4 separate regions of the Mus musculus genome follow, and all the other regions are linked to region 3. Evidence: chromatin contacts called from public Hi-C and HiChIP or PLAC-seq data. All regions are on one chromosome and are shown on one strand. The core of a region is the stretch at or near the end of the contact, and the rest is flanking DNA. Distances in the headings are between cores, read along the strand shown. Region 1 overlaps Ntng1 (netrin G1). Region 2 overlaps Ntng1 (netrin G1). Region 3 holds the start of Ntng1 (netrin G1). Region 4 overlaps Ntng1 (netrin G1).

Region 1 (3,104 bases), core at 413-2,912, 210 kb after region 3:
AAAAAATAGGGATTTGGGACTCTTAATAGGTCAAATACAGATGGTCGAGTGTTGTAACATCAGTGGTTATAATCAGGAATACCTGGTTTTAGAAATATATATATATATATCACTGTAATTAAGTTACAAAGAATTTGAAGCTGTTTGAATGAAAAACTCCAATAATGAGAACAAACACTACCAACATTGAGATTTTTCATTCAGCAAGGCATGATGGGAATGGAAGCATGCTGGGTAGGAAATAAAGAAATATAAGCAAAGAAGTAACCATTTCTAAACTGTGAAGATAGACGAGGGTAAGTGTGTAAATGGTATACCTGGCATATAGATCTGAACAAACAATGGAATGAACCCACTTAATCAGGCTTCATGCAGTTGGCTGGCCTTCAGATTCTCTTAGGTCTATCTAGTCCTCAGCAACTAGAGGTGCTGAGACTCTGGCCCTTCAGAGAGTTGTCTGCCTGCCACAGGCTAATGACTAGGCATTTGTTGCTGTTGAGTGTCAGAATGAGAAAAAAAGAAGCAATGGTAAACCTTACTTAGAGAGGCATCTAGGGTTTCAGGATGCTAACTGTGGAAAAAAAAATAACATGAATTTGTGGCTGTCTCCTCTGATTTGTGCTGTGTTCCTCGTGGCCAGTGAAAAGTCTTTAGCTATGGACCCTACTGTCAACGTTTAACCAAGGTCTCAGTGATGGATGATGACAATATCTTAAAAGCAAGTTAATATTTTTGAGAGATTTATGCCCTGCTATATTGATACCCACACTGAGCTTGGGTCCCCTAGTGTTAAGAGAAGTATGCATGGATTAGCAGGAGATTATGACAGGGCAATGAGTTGCTGTCTTCTCAGACTTGACTCTGTCTGGTCACAGTTCAGAGACAACTTAGTCAAAGACTATCAATTTCAAATGTGATCCTATTTATTCTTTTTTGTATATGCTATATGAAAATGTTTAGTATTTTTAACAATAGCACACCAACATCAAATGACAAATAACTCAAAATGACTAAAAGAATAAAGCTCAAAATTAATAGCCTGAGATTTATGTGATTCTGTTATATTAAATTCAGCTAGGTCAGTTTCTGGCAGTTTGAAGACTCTTTCATGTATAGTTGAGTTTCTAGAGATCACTATACCCCCAAAACTTTGATTTGGCCTTGTCAGAAAGGCAACCTTTCAGAGGTTTACAGTTATGAAATAACCGGTGTCAGAGCTTATTTTTGCTGTTAGAAATTCATTTTTCTATTCTCTGATTCTTTTGAAAGAAAGTGTAAAACACGTTTTCGAGCTAAGGACAGCTTTATGCATGCTCCATTGGAGTTAGACAGGCCATCTCCTAAAGGTGGCACGCCAAGAACGCTGAATCCCTCTAGACTTCTCACCTTTCTCTTAAGCCTCTCCTTAGCAATGACCTCCAGCTGCTTTTCTTTGGCCGTGAGAGTTGAGCTGGACCCAGATTCTATCAAGCTGCCTTCCCAGAGTCTCACCTCTACTGTCACTCCTGTTCACCAGATAGCTGTGAGCCTGTGAGAAGCAGCTGGGCAAAAAAGAGAGGTCCAGTAGAGGTGAGGCTCTTCCATACGGTGCTGCTCTGTCACCTCCACCCTCTGTCCAAATTCCTCGGGGCAAACTGATGCTGGCATGTACCGCACTAGGCACCAGATGGCCGGAGTATTTTTAGTCCTGGGGGAGGGACTAAAGAAGCAAGGCCTGATGGCTCCGGCGTGTCTCCAGCTTTCAAGTTATGTAAGAAATATTTGCTTATGATGGAATCACTAAACAGATAGCTGAGCAACGGTGGCTCTTGAGACCTCCCGGCATCATGATTATTTTCCCTTGAAAATTTCAGGATTAATGCCCTTTGTTATCTCTCCCTTAAACAACAGGTCATCTATACAAAGTGTGTCTGCTAGTAGATGATGTCTAAGACAAAGTTCTAAATTTTCCAAAGTATAAGCAAGGTCATTTTTCCCATACCTTGCCTTTATCATCAGCCCATGATCACACAATCACAAAATCTTATGTCTTTACATGTCTGTATCCATGAATAATAATGATATTTTTCTGCTTGCTCATTTCCAATACCATCCAAGCATTATGTAGGAATTTATATAAATTATTGTATAGAATTTGGATGGAGATCAGATATAAATGTTTGCAAAACAGGTAACAGATTGTGGTGGCACACCCCAGTAGGATTTGCTGGAGGCAGAGGTTCAAGGCCAGCCTGGGCTACACATTTTGCCGGGCAGTGGTGGCACATGCCTTTAATCTCAGAACTTGAGAGGCAGAGGCAGGCAGATTTCTGAGTTCAAGGACAGCCTGGTCTACAGAGTGAGTTCCAGGACAGCCAGGGCTACACAGAGAAACCCTGTCTCAAAAAAACCAACATATAAATACCTTAACATATTAAACTATGAAATGGAAATAGTTGAAAATATATAATGTACATATGCATATGTAGGTTTTTTTTTTTATCGACAAGTGTTACTTCACATAAAAGCAATGTTTTGACTAACGTTAGGTTAATGGGTCATTTAGGCTCTTCTTACCATGTGATAGATCCAGTATCTATTGAGCTGATGACAAAAATAAAGATATTATCATAAAATGCATTTCTCTCTTGCCACATGCTTCTTCTGTTTTCCTTTGCCTCTTCTCATTGAGTATTTATTAAGATAATAGAGGAGGAGGAGGAAGAAGAAGCAGCAGTGCTACTGGCAATCTCAGCCACGCCATAGTACTTACACTGTTCAATAAACCTAATAATCTTCACGGGCTAATTCTGACTTATGGCTGTCCTGCTTCAGTAAATCAGGGTGATTTTCTCTAGTGAATAATAGAGGAGTTCGCTGCGCCAGGACCTTAATTAAAGAGCCACTCTCTTAGTCTTGATCTCATTTTAATTTACAGGGTAATACTACAATAATATCACTAATGGAAGGTACATTAAAGGGCATCAAGTAGCATTAACTGTATTAAATTATGGTACTTGTGTTAATTAACTGCTGAAGCAAGATGGTTCTAATGGCCAAGAGTTCGTCCAGTGCATAAATAAAACGTACCCAAAGAAGAGGTGAGAGGGGAAATGAAGAGAACA
Region 2 (2,967 bases), core at 182-2,681, 250 kb after region 3:
AGTAAGCCTCCTTCGACCAGAACACAAACTGCCTTTCACGGTCTAACAGCCCTCCTCCGTACTCCTTCCAGTTTCTTGTCCTCCTTTTATACCCTTTCAAAAATACTACAGAGTATGATGTGTGCTGCTCATGGACTTCTGAGTGTGGGGGCTGTCCATTGAAGCATGACTGACCTACCACCGGTTGACACCATTACAAAACAAAACAACTGTCTCTCACTCTCACATCAACTAACAGTTGCCAACAGCTCCACCAGTAGCCAATAGCACTTGCTTCTCAGCTAGGCTGATGAACAACTCCTCCCCCTGCCCCCCCCCCAATTCTAGTACTTTATGTACCTTGAACTTGAGCAGATCTTGTGCTTGTCGTCACATGTTGTAGATTTACATGTGCAACTACCCTACTATGTCTGGAAAATACCATTTCCTTGTGGTCATCCACATACTCTGACTCTTACAATCTTTCTACTCCATCTTGTACAATGATCCCCGAGCTTTGGTGGTGGTGGTGTGATATAGCTGTCCCTTTTAAGGATAAGTATTTCACCGTCTTTTATTCTCTATACCCTAACCGGTTATGGATCTCTGTGTTAATCTCAGAGATTTTTCATAAGGGTTGAAAGATGTATTAACTAATCGATGGATATAGTGATAAATCATTATGATTTGATTTAATACTATATCTAGTTAGTAGAATAATGCTAATAGATAATCTACTAGATTGTCCCCTAGGGCTTTGACCTATCTAGCCACATACATAGGCACTATCCATGATTTATCCAATAACAGTGCCAAGAATGGGCTCAGTCTTTTGTAGAGAGCCATACATCCCACCAGAAAGCGGTTGGTTACTCACATGGCCATTCACGACACTATTGTACCAGTGAGCATAATCCTGGCAGGCTGGTGGTATTTGTTAAAGCCAACAGATAAGAAAATATAAAGCCAATAACATTGGGTAATATTTATTATTGTTTTTCCCTCTGGTAGCTCCCATAGCATCAACCACTACTATGAAAGCTAGGATGAAGTTTCTAGGTTGGTACTAGTTTGATTTTTCTTTGTTCTAAGACTCAAGCATACTATATCTCCAGCTTTAGCAATAAGAGCTTACCAACAAATTCTGGAGACTAGCCAAGATTCTCAACTAAGCTAACTATAATAAACTATGTTTCCACCAACATGCATTTTAAAGTTTTTGTTTATATTTTTGTGTTTGTGCATGTGAGTACATACATGGACATACAGGTACATGTCACAGCATGAATGTGGAGGTCAAAGGATAATTTCCAAAAGTTAATTCCTTTCCAGCATCTGGGGCTCAGGGATTGAACTCAAGGCATCAGGTTTCACAGTAAGTGTATTTTCCTACTGAGCCATCTTGCTGCTCCCACACTGTGACTTTTATTAGCACTTTAAAAATGATTAATGACACCAGGCAGTGGTGGTGCATGCCTTTAAGCCCAGTACTCGGGAGGCAGAGGGAAAGTTCTAAGACATCCCAAACTACACAGAAAAACCTTGTCTCAAAAAAAAAAAAAAAAAAAAAAAAAAAAAAAAGATTAATGGCAATGAGACTCATTTTCCAGGTTTCCATGTAATTTCTTGATTAAGTAATATATGAAATCTTTAACAATTTTTATGATCATTTTTCTTTATTTTCAAATAAATTAGGGCTAGGGAGAGTGTTTCGTGACCAAAACTTTTGCCAAGCAAGTGTGAAGACTGGATTTTAGATCTCCTGAACCCACTTCATTGTTGTACAGAAGGGAAGACTTGCCTGTTACTCCAGTACAATGGAAAGTCTGAGAGACCCTGCCTCACTAGAAGAGGGAGAACAATACAGAAAAATTCCTGATGGCATCCTCAGGTCTCCACATACAGACACACACACACACACACACACACACACATGCAGCCCCATACACATGTGAACTCACACATATGAACATGCATGAGTATGCACAACACATATTATATGTACAAAAATAAACAGATTACATGCTTAGATTGCCTTCTTGTGCTTTAGACTTGTACTCTGAAGACATTTTTGTTGTCGATGTGTCTTGCAAGTACTTCTTTCCAGACTATAATTTGTCATTATTTTTCTGTTAACATGGTTTCTTTTCTTTTTTCCATTTTCATGTGTGTGTGTGTGAGTGTGTGTGTTAGTGTGTTTAGCACATGTGTGGAACATAATCTTTTGAAGAAAAGATCATTTCAATTTCAAAATTTGTTCTTGTGAATTGATTAGATTACTGTTATAATTGCAAAGTATTTTCCAACTCAATGTTATCTGTGTTTTCTTCTGATAAGTTTTGGGTGTTCATATTTAATTGTATGATCAACTTTTAAATCTTTTTTTCAAATGTTATAGATAGAAATCCATTTTTATGTGACCAACTGTTCTAGACCCAGTTAGTGTTGGAATAAAAGTACCCTTTATCTACTGGAATGCCTTTGCATTTGCGAAAAATCACTTATACATAAGTGTGTGTGTGTGTGTGTGTGTGTGTGTGTGTGTGTGTGTGTGTGTGTGTGTGTATTTCTGGACACTTCTGTTCTCTAATCTATCTTTACACCAATATCACACTGTTTTAACTAATCCAGCTTTATGAGTCATGGCGCGACAGAGTGTTAGTCTCCAGTCTTTGCTCTTTTTGCAGCATTGCTTTGGCCATTTTAGGCCTTCGATATCCATGTGAATGTTAGACTTCTAGGGTGTGTGTCAATTTCTAAAGAAAAAAGAAACAGATGCGTTAAGAAACATGTTGGAGCTCCATCTCTAATGGTATAAATGGTGGTAACTATTTCATTTCCTTGAGCCATTAAATCTTTTGTCACTGTTAAATTACCCATTTTCCCCTGGTTTTTGTCCAGAAATCTGCTGTATCTGACTCACCGCCCCATTTCAGCTTCCTTTTTAGTTTTTAACATGACCTGATTCTAGACAACATACATCAGTCT
Region 3 (3,006 bases), core at 303-2,802:
AACAAAGAGAAAGGAACGGAGAGGGGAAAACTCAGGCTCCAGCCCTGGGAAGAACACTGGGAGCATTCCCTGTCTTCTCAGGTGTTGAAGGAAGGCCAAGGTGTTGGACAGGTCCTGGTGGTTGGAATCCCTCTTCCTTTCCAGGCCTCAATTTAGTAGCCTTCTGGCCGCACACCCTCTCTGCCAACATCACTCAATCCCAGCCATTGCTGGAAAATGTCCCTGCCTCTTTTAGTTGCTTGCCTTCACTTTGGGGTATTTAGCTAGTGACCCGATGCTCACAGGTACCCATTTCTGACCCTTTGTTTTACACTGAGTGAACACCTCTACTCCAGTGTCCCTAACACACACACACACACACACACACACACACACACACACACACACACACACACACACACGAGCCCCTTGTCATCTTACCCCCACCAGCCTGAGAAGCATCTTGTCAGTTCCTCCCTCAAATCCTTGAACCACAGAGACAGGTTGCTGTCAAATCCAATCACAATCAGGTGTTAGTCAAGACAGCTCCTTACATGGCTTCTTCTCTTTGCTGTATAGGAAGATCCCAGGTTGGGGAGTGCCATTAAGATGCCTATGTCTTTTCCTCATTACAATGTCCTTTTTCTAATTAACATCTCTCCCTTCCTATGTAAGTCGGATTGGTTTGCAGTTCACATTAGAAAGTAGCTAGGGGGAATCTTAGGAGAGTCTGAGACGTATTAATGGGAGAAGGAAGCCCTGGGGCCAGGTGGCTTTTGTCTGTCATGGGGAAAAACAAGGATGCAGTTGATGCAGAGCTCCTACTTGGACTTCAACTTTTTAAAGTGGGATAGGTTTCACACCACGGAGGTCCGAAGCTCTGGCTCTGCAAACTAATTCCAAGTTAAAAAATACCACCCACCTTGCTCCCAGTTAGGGTGAAGAGGGTGCGCTCCGTTGTGTGCGGGGAGGTAATGCAAGAGCAGAGGGGAGGGGGCAGAAGTAGAGGGTAAAGGGGGAGCCAGTAGCAACCGTGCTTCTGAGTATCAACAAAGATAAGGCTGTGTGTGGTCTTGTCCTAGTAGCTGGAGGTCCCTGCTCAGTGGCAGCGGTGGTGGCCAGAGCAGCAGCAGTAGAAGCAGCGAGCGGGACGGAGTTAGGACCGCTCGGAGCGCCCAGGTCTCGAGGTAGTGTAAGGTTTTTTTGCAATCCTTCCACTCGCTGGCAGTTGCAGAAGATCTGCTTTTTAAGTGAGAAGAACACGCCACCCCTCCGAGGGCTGCGGCTTCCTGGGGCTGTTTCGTCGCTCGTCGCTTTGCGGGCCCCTGGCGCTCACTCTCTAATTCGTCCGCGCCCCTAAGTTTGCCGAGAGCTGGCTGCGGGCTGGGAGCAGGGTCCCGGCCGGGCGCCGCGGGCGGGGGCTGGGTAGCGGCGAACCGCAATCCCGAAGCATCTTGGGGCCATGTATATTTCATCAAACGGACTTTGGGTGCGTCGCGTCTCGCAGCCATCAACGCTATGTTCAGTGACATTTCTGACTTGAGTGGAGGAATGCGCGAAGAAAACCGGGGCGAAATTGCTTCGAGAGGATCTTCTTGGCGCCAAGGCTAATTGTCCTGATTTATGTCGCTTCTGACAAAAAAGAAAAAAAAAAAGACCTAACGTCTTCATCTGAAATAAAATGAAAGCGGTGCCAAGCGGGATAGAGCCGCCTGGCTGCTGGTTCTGATCCCCTGGGATCCAGGGGGGGAAAATCGTTCTGCAGCTTAAAAGAAAAGAAAGGAATAGAAACAGAGAAGAGAGAGAGAGAGAGAGAGAAAAAAAACCCACAGTAAAAGTTTAAGGCGAGAAGTGGTGGCGGCGGCGGCGGCGGCGCGGGGAAGCTGCGAGCGGAGAAGGTTGCCGAGACCTCGGAAGGCGGCGATTTGGTTCCTAATCCCACTGTATTTTTGGAGGGAGAGGCACCTTTCTCATCCTCCCTTCCTCTCCGCCCACCCCTCTCCCTCCCCCTCATCTACCTGTCAAAGTCACTGATCTTTTGCATTTTGGAAGAGGACGTCAACGGGAAGGAATTCCCCCTGTCAGGGTCCCGGCTCCGAGAGGGGGCGACGCGCGACAAGGCTGCCCCAGGGGCAAGAGACCAAGGTAACCCGGGCGGGGGACTCCGGGCGCCGGGTGCTATGGGGTCTGGGGTTGTGGACTCCTCCTTCCCGCCGCCAACAGGGTGCTTGCAGGGCGGGATACCCCGGGGCTACGGTGGCAGCGGCTCAGGTCCACACCCGCCGCGTTCCCATTCCACCCGCGCCCCGTGCGCCGCCAGTGGGTCCCCGGAGCCGCGGTCTCCGCCCCACGCGGGACCAAGCTGGGCAGGGGCGCCGCCCCGCGCCGACGGCTGGCCTCCCGCCCCGTGGAGGGCCAGCGGGGGGCCCGGGTAAGTGCAGCTGGCTCCCCTCTCCTCTAGCGACCCGCGCCTTTCTGGGTGGCTCTTCTCCATCAGTTCCCTCCCTCCTTCTATCCCTCCCTCTGCCAACCCCCGGTGCCCACCGAGGGCGGGAGGGGAGATCCGGGTGGGCGAGGAACTTTGGAAAGCGCCTTAAGGAGGTAGAGCGGAGCCTGTGCGCACTCCAGAACTCGCACCGCTCACACCCACACTACATCCCAGGCTTGCGCCCAGCACCGGGTCGCAGGCTGTTGCATCCTGAGCCTCCATCCACCCACCCGCAACGCGCAGCGCTCTGTCTCCCACACACACCTGACCACACGCATCGCACAAGCTTTGTCTTTTTCTTTTTTTCTTTCTTTTTTTTTTTAATTTAAATTTTCTTTTACCAGTTTTCTCATCTGGGGAAAAAATAAATAAAAACTTGCCTTGTTGCTCGCCCTGTGGAGAGCTTTGAAGTCCCTCTTTTAATCTCCTTTATTGGTGCGAGATTAAAGCGTTACTACCACACATCGGGAAGCTGGGGAGAGAAGAACGTGGAAGGAGGGAAAGACTCAGCATTGGGAAGCTAGTGGGAGCTTTTCCTC
Region 4 (3,018 bases), core at 203-2,702, 150 kb after region 3:
ATTTCTTTCCACTCCTGTGTGAATCCGTTATTTCCTTGAGGATCCCTTGAGCTGGTAAAGACTAGCCTCTTTGCTGAAGAACTATTTTCCAGTTTTCTCTTTGTGGTTACAGAAGCAGGATAAGCTATTGCTGTTTTGGTTTTCCCTGGTCTTTCACAGGTGCAGCGAATACTGGGTCTGTGTTCACTTGTTATTTTTTCCTAAACTTGAAGAGGGAAGATTTGGGGCTCAGGGTGGGGGGGGGGAGTTGATTACTTGGTTTTCCTCTACTTCATTTACATACAGGCAGTGATTCACAACAAAATCTTTACCTTTCTGATTGTTCTATTACCTCTTTTAAAACCCGTATAAGGGATCAAGGAAAGAAAACCCAAGGTTGAGTGACATTTCATTTGTTCATTCTCACTGCCCAGAGCCAACCTCTTAATCATTTTGGGCCTTTGATTTTATGATGTTTCCATCCTAGTGTGCATTTGCCTTGCTTTCTTCATTAGAACTTTTATATATCTGCCGGCTCTCTGCTATGAAACATGAGGAAAAAAAAGATAAAGTCATGCTACTATTTTAACTAATTCTTCTTTCCCCACTATTTGATCATTAGTGGTATTAGGTGGTCTACTCATGGTATTGGTAGCTTTCTGATTTCTTGCTTGATAAACTTCAGTGAATGTGATTTCCTTACAGAAAAACGTTCACGCCCCTACATTTTCTTTTCCCTTTCTTCACCCCGCTGACCAGCTTCTCAGTTATTCTTACATTTTCAAGACTCCATGCCTTGTCCTTTGCTCTACCCAGATCATGGGTAGGCAAACTCTTCCATGACTCTTCGAGGCATCGTTTCGTGATCTCTGGTGATGGGCAGCAGCATGCATGCGTGAGCAGCTGCTGGTCATCCCCTTTAGTGATACAGCTTGCTTTTAGGCCTTTGGTGGAGAGACCCTTAATTCTAAGTGTTATAACACTGATACAGGCCTGGGGTCAAAGGATTCCTTAGCCCTTGACAGCCGCTGGTATTCCAGTTTACTGGGAAGTCCTAGCTAATCAGAATCATCAGCCCTTGGTAGTGGAGACTTGTTACAGCTCTCAGCTGGGGTGTCTGAGCACCTTGCGTATCAACATTTGGCTGCTCTCTGGAACTCCTGAGGCCAGAACCTGTAGTTTTTCCTCTAGTGGCATTTTGTAGCCTTCTGTACTTCTTCAGCCTCGTCTCATTGTCTTCTCTCTGCTCCTGCCCACCTCCCCTTGTTCCTGCTCTGACTTCTTTAACTGTTCAGCTGCCTCTTGTTGCTACGGCCTCTGTCACAGTTACTGCTGGTGAGAGGCAGCCACTGCTGTTTTTTTTTTTTTTTTTTTTTTTTATTGTTTCTGTACTTTCTCTTAGCCTGACCCCTTCTGCAGCTGTCTGTGTACTTAGCCATTCTGACACTTACACAGCGTGGTCTGCCATCTGTTCAGCTTCACCTCTTCTTCAGCTTCCAAAGAGCCAGCCTGTCCGCAGCATCCTCATCTTGGCATACTGTCACTACTGCCTGCTGCTACTGGCCCCACTGCCACTTCGCTGTTTCTGCAGCTTCTTCTTTCAGCTTGGGAGGCTCTGCTAGAAAGAGGCAGGGAAAGCCAACTCCGGAGAAGCCTTTAATTGGGCCTAATGTTCCAATATTACAGGAGAAAGCACAGAAAATTGTCTCCCAGCTTCCAGGCCAAGTAAGGAAGCAGACTGCTCACACAGCCAGAGAAGAGACATTTGTACCGACCAGGGGAGCTCTCACATGCAAATGAAGGTTTGTGTTTCCCCAGTCACACCATAGTTCCTTTAGCACAAGCCACAGTGTCCCTCTGCTATGTCGCCAAGGTCTGGTGAAGATAAAAGTGATTGCAGGGTTATCTAGATTCCCAGTTTAAAAAATAAAATTAAAATAGTCCTAATTGAACATGTGCCTCCTGGAGCTGGAGTCATTAGCTGGGATTGTTGAATAGTTTTCTGAATGTATCTCGGGACCTCTCTGTAATGATCGTGGTGGCAGTAATGCTTTGTTGTATGACTGAGAGACCTAGGGCAACTGGGCAGAGACATCCAGCTGCCAATTAAGAAGTCAAATTGTGCTACACCCCAATATGTTCGCTTATTTACAAGAAATGAACGTCAGAAATACCTACCATAATACTTAAGGAACTTAAATCAATAAGTGATTTAAGTTTTTACACTGTTTTGGTAACAATATTTAATACCTTCCATATGTCCCATGAAGTGGTAGCCCCCCCCCCCAATCTGTTCACTGTAACAGTGTCAACTTTGGTGTTATGGTAGAATTGAATATTAAGATTACATTTTATTATTTATACTGCCAGTTTCTTGACTGTAATCACTCAAAATCACCAAAGTCAAATTGATTAGTTTACTAAAACCTCTAAGTGATTCAAAGCATGCCATGTAAGTTTTTTGTCCATATCTACTTCATATAAAATTTATACCTTTTAAATAGCAGCTGTCTTTCTTTCCTTCCGTTCTTACTGATAATGGCATGTGGTTTCACATAATCTGAAGTTTTGTCTACTCACTGTTAAAATCCATTGTTATCCCTTTTTTTTTTTTTATGGTGACTTCCTTCTTCCATTCACATTGAAGTAGAATTATAAACAACAAATAGTACATCGATCCTTACCAATCAAGGCAGAGTTCACTGACGAATCAGGAATGCCAATGAAGGTATATCTAGGTATATGACCAACAGTCCTGTTTTCCTAGAGCTAAACCAGCTGCTGAGACATAAGTCTGGCATTGCTCATTCCCATTCATCTGGGCTGATTTCATAACTTCCTAACTTTCTCATGTCCTGCTTTCTCCTTCATTTTTTTCTGGAATAACTCTTCAGCTTCCTTAGAAGGCAAAATGGGACTTTATTCTTATAAGAATGAAAAGTCTTTGGCTGGTGAGATGGTTCAGCGGTTCGGAGCACTGGCTGTTCTTCCAGAGGTCCTGAGTTCAATTCCCAGCAACCACATGGAGGCTCACAACCA

The links. Hi-C and Micro-C count contacts between places; a contact is called where the count stands out from the background. HiChIP or PLAC-seq counts read pairs in DNA pulled down with a chosen protein or histone mark.
Region 1: a contact with region 3 is called in a Hi-C map of cerebral cortex, with 1.7 times the contacts expected there. The contact joins the enhancer-like site here to the promoter of Ntng1 in region 3. A contact is called at or near these places in 1 of 39 promoter capture datasets (hippocampal neurons), 8 of 484 Hi-C or Micro-C datasets (brain, cerebellar granule neurons, cerebellum and 3 more), 2 of 115 datasets of contacts at active chromatin or transcription factors (neural progenitor cells and stem cell-derived neural progenitor cells) and 2 of 9 other capture datasets (liver and pancreatic islet).
Region 2: an H3K4me3 HiChIP or PLAC-seq map of embryonic limb bud shows a contact between it and region 3, with 2.3 times the contacts expected there. The contact joins the enhancer-like site here to the promoter of Ntng1 in region 3. A contact is called at or near these places in 4 of 39 promoter capture datasets (the 3T3-L1 cell line, cranial neural crest, hippocampal neurons and 1 more) and 1 of 115 datasets of contacts at active chromatin or transcription factors (embryonic limb bud).
Region 4: a contact with region 3 is called in a Hi-C map of cerebellum, with 1.8 times the contacts expected there. The contact joins the enhancer-like site here to the promoter of Ntng1 in region 3. A contact is called at or near these places in 1 of 39 promoter capture datasets (hippocampal neurons), 1 of 484 Hi-C or Micro-C datasets (cerebellum) and 3 of 9 other capture datasets (adipose tissue, liver and pancreatic islet).

Annotation. Positions count from the first base shown.
Region 1 is chr3:109,930,974-109,934,077 of GRCm38.p6, reverse strand. The region is part of intron 3 of Ntng1 (netrin G1); the gene reads left to right. Among named protein-coding and RNA genes, the nearest start is that of Gm25681, 69 kb to the right of the region's middle. Within about 2 kb of position 1,662, at least 10 of the 459 cell types and tissues checked have an H3K27ac peak or open chromatin away from gene starts, as enhancers often do. A contact at or near this core is called in cerebellar granule neurons, cerebellum, cerebral cortex and 1 more, where this site is marked.
Region 2 is chr3:109,889,230-109,892,196 of GRCm38.p6, reverse strand. The region is part of intron 3 of Ntng1 (netrin G1); the gene reads left to right. Among named protein-coding and RNA genes, the nearest start is that of Gm25681, 27 kb to the right of the region's middle. Within about 2 kb of position 1,431, at least 7 of the 459 cell types and tissues checked have an H3K27ac peak or open chromatin away from gene starts, as enhancers often do. A contact at or near this core is called in embryonic limb bud, where this site is marked.
Region 3 is chr3:110,142,018-110,145,023 of GRCm38.p6, reverse strand. It overlaps Ntng1 (netrin G1), which reads left to right and starts at 1,552. Exons shown (of 8, transcript NM_030699.2): 1 at 1,552-2,124.
Region 4 is chr3:109,993,940-109,996,957 of GRCm38.p6, reverse strand. All of the region lies in intron 2 of Ntng1 (netrin G1), which reads left to right. Among named protein-coding and RNA genes, the nearest start is that of Gm25681, 130 kb to the right of the region's middle. Within about 2 kb of position 1,452, at least 29 of the 459 cell types and tissues checked have an H3K27ac peak or open chromatin away from gene starts, as enhancers often do. A contact at or near this core is called in cerebellum and hippocampal neurons, where this site is marked.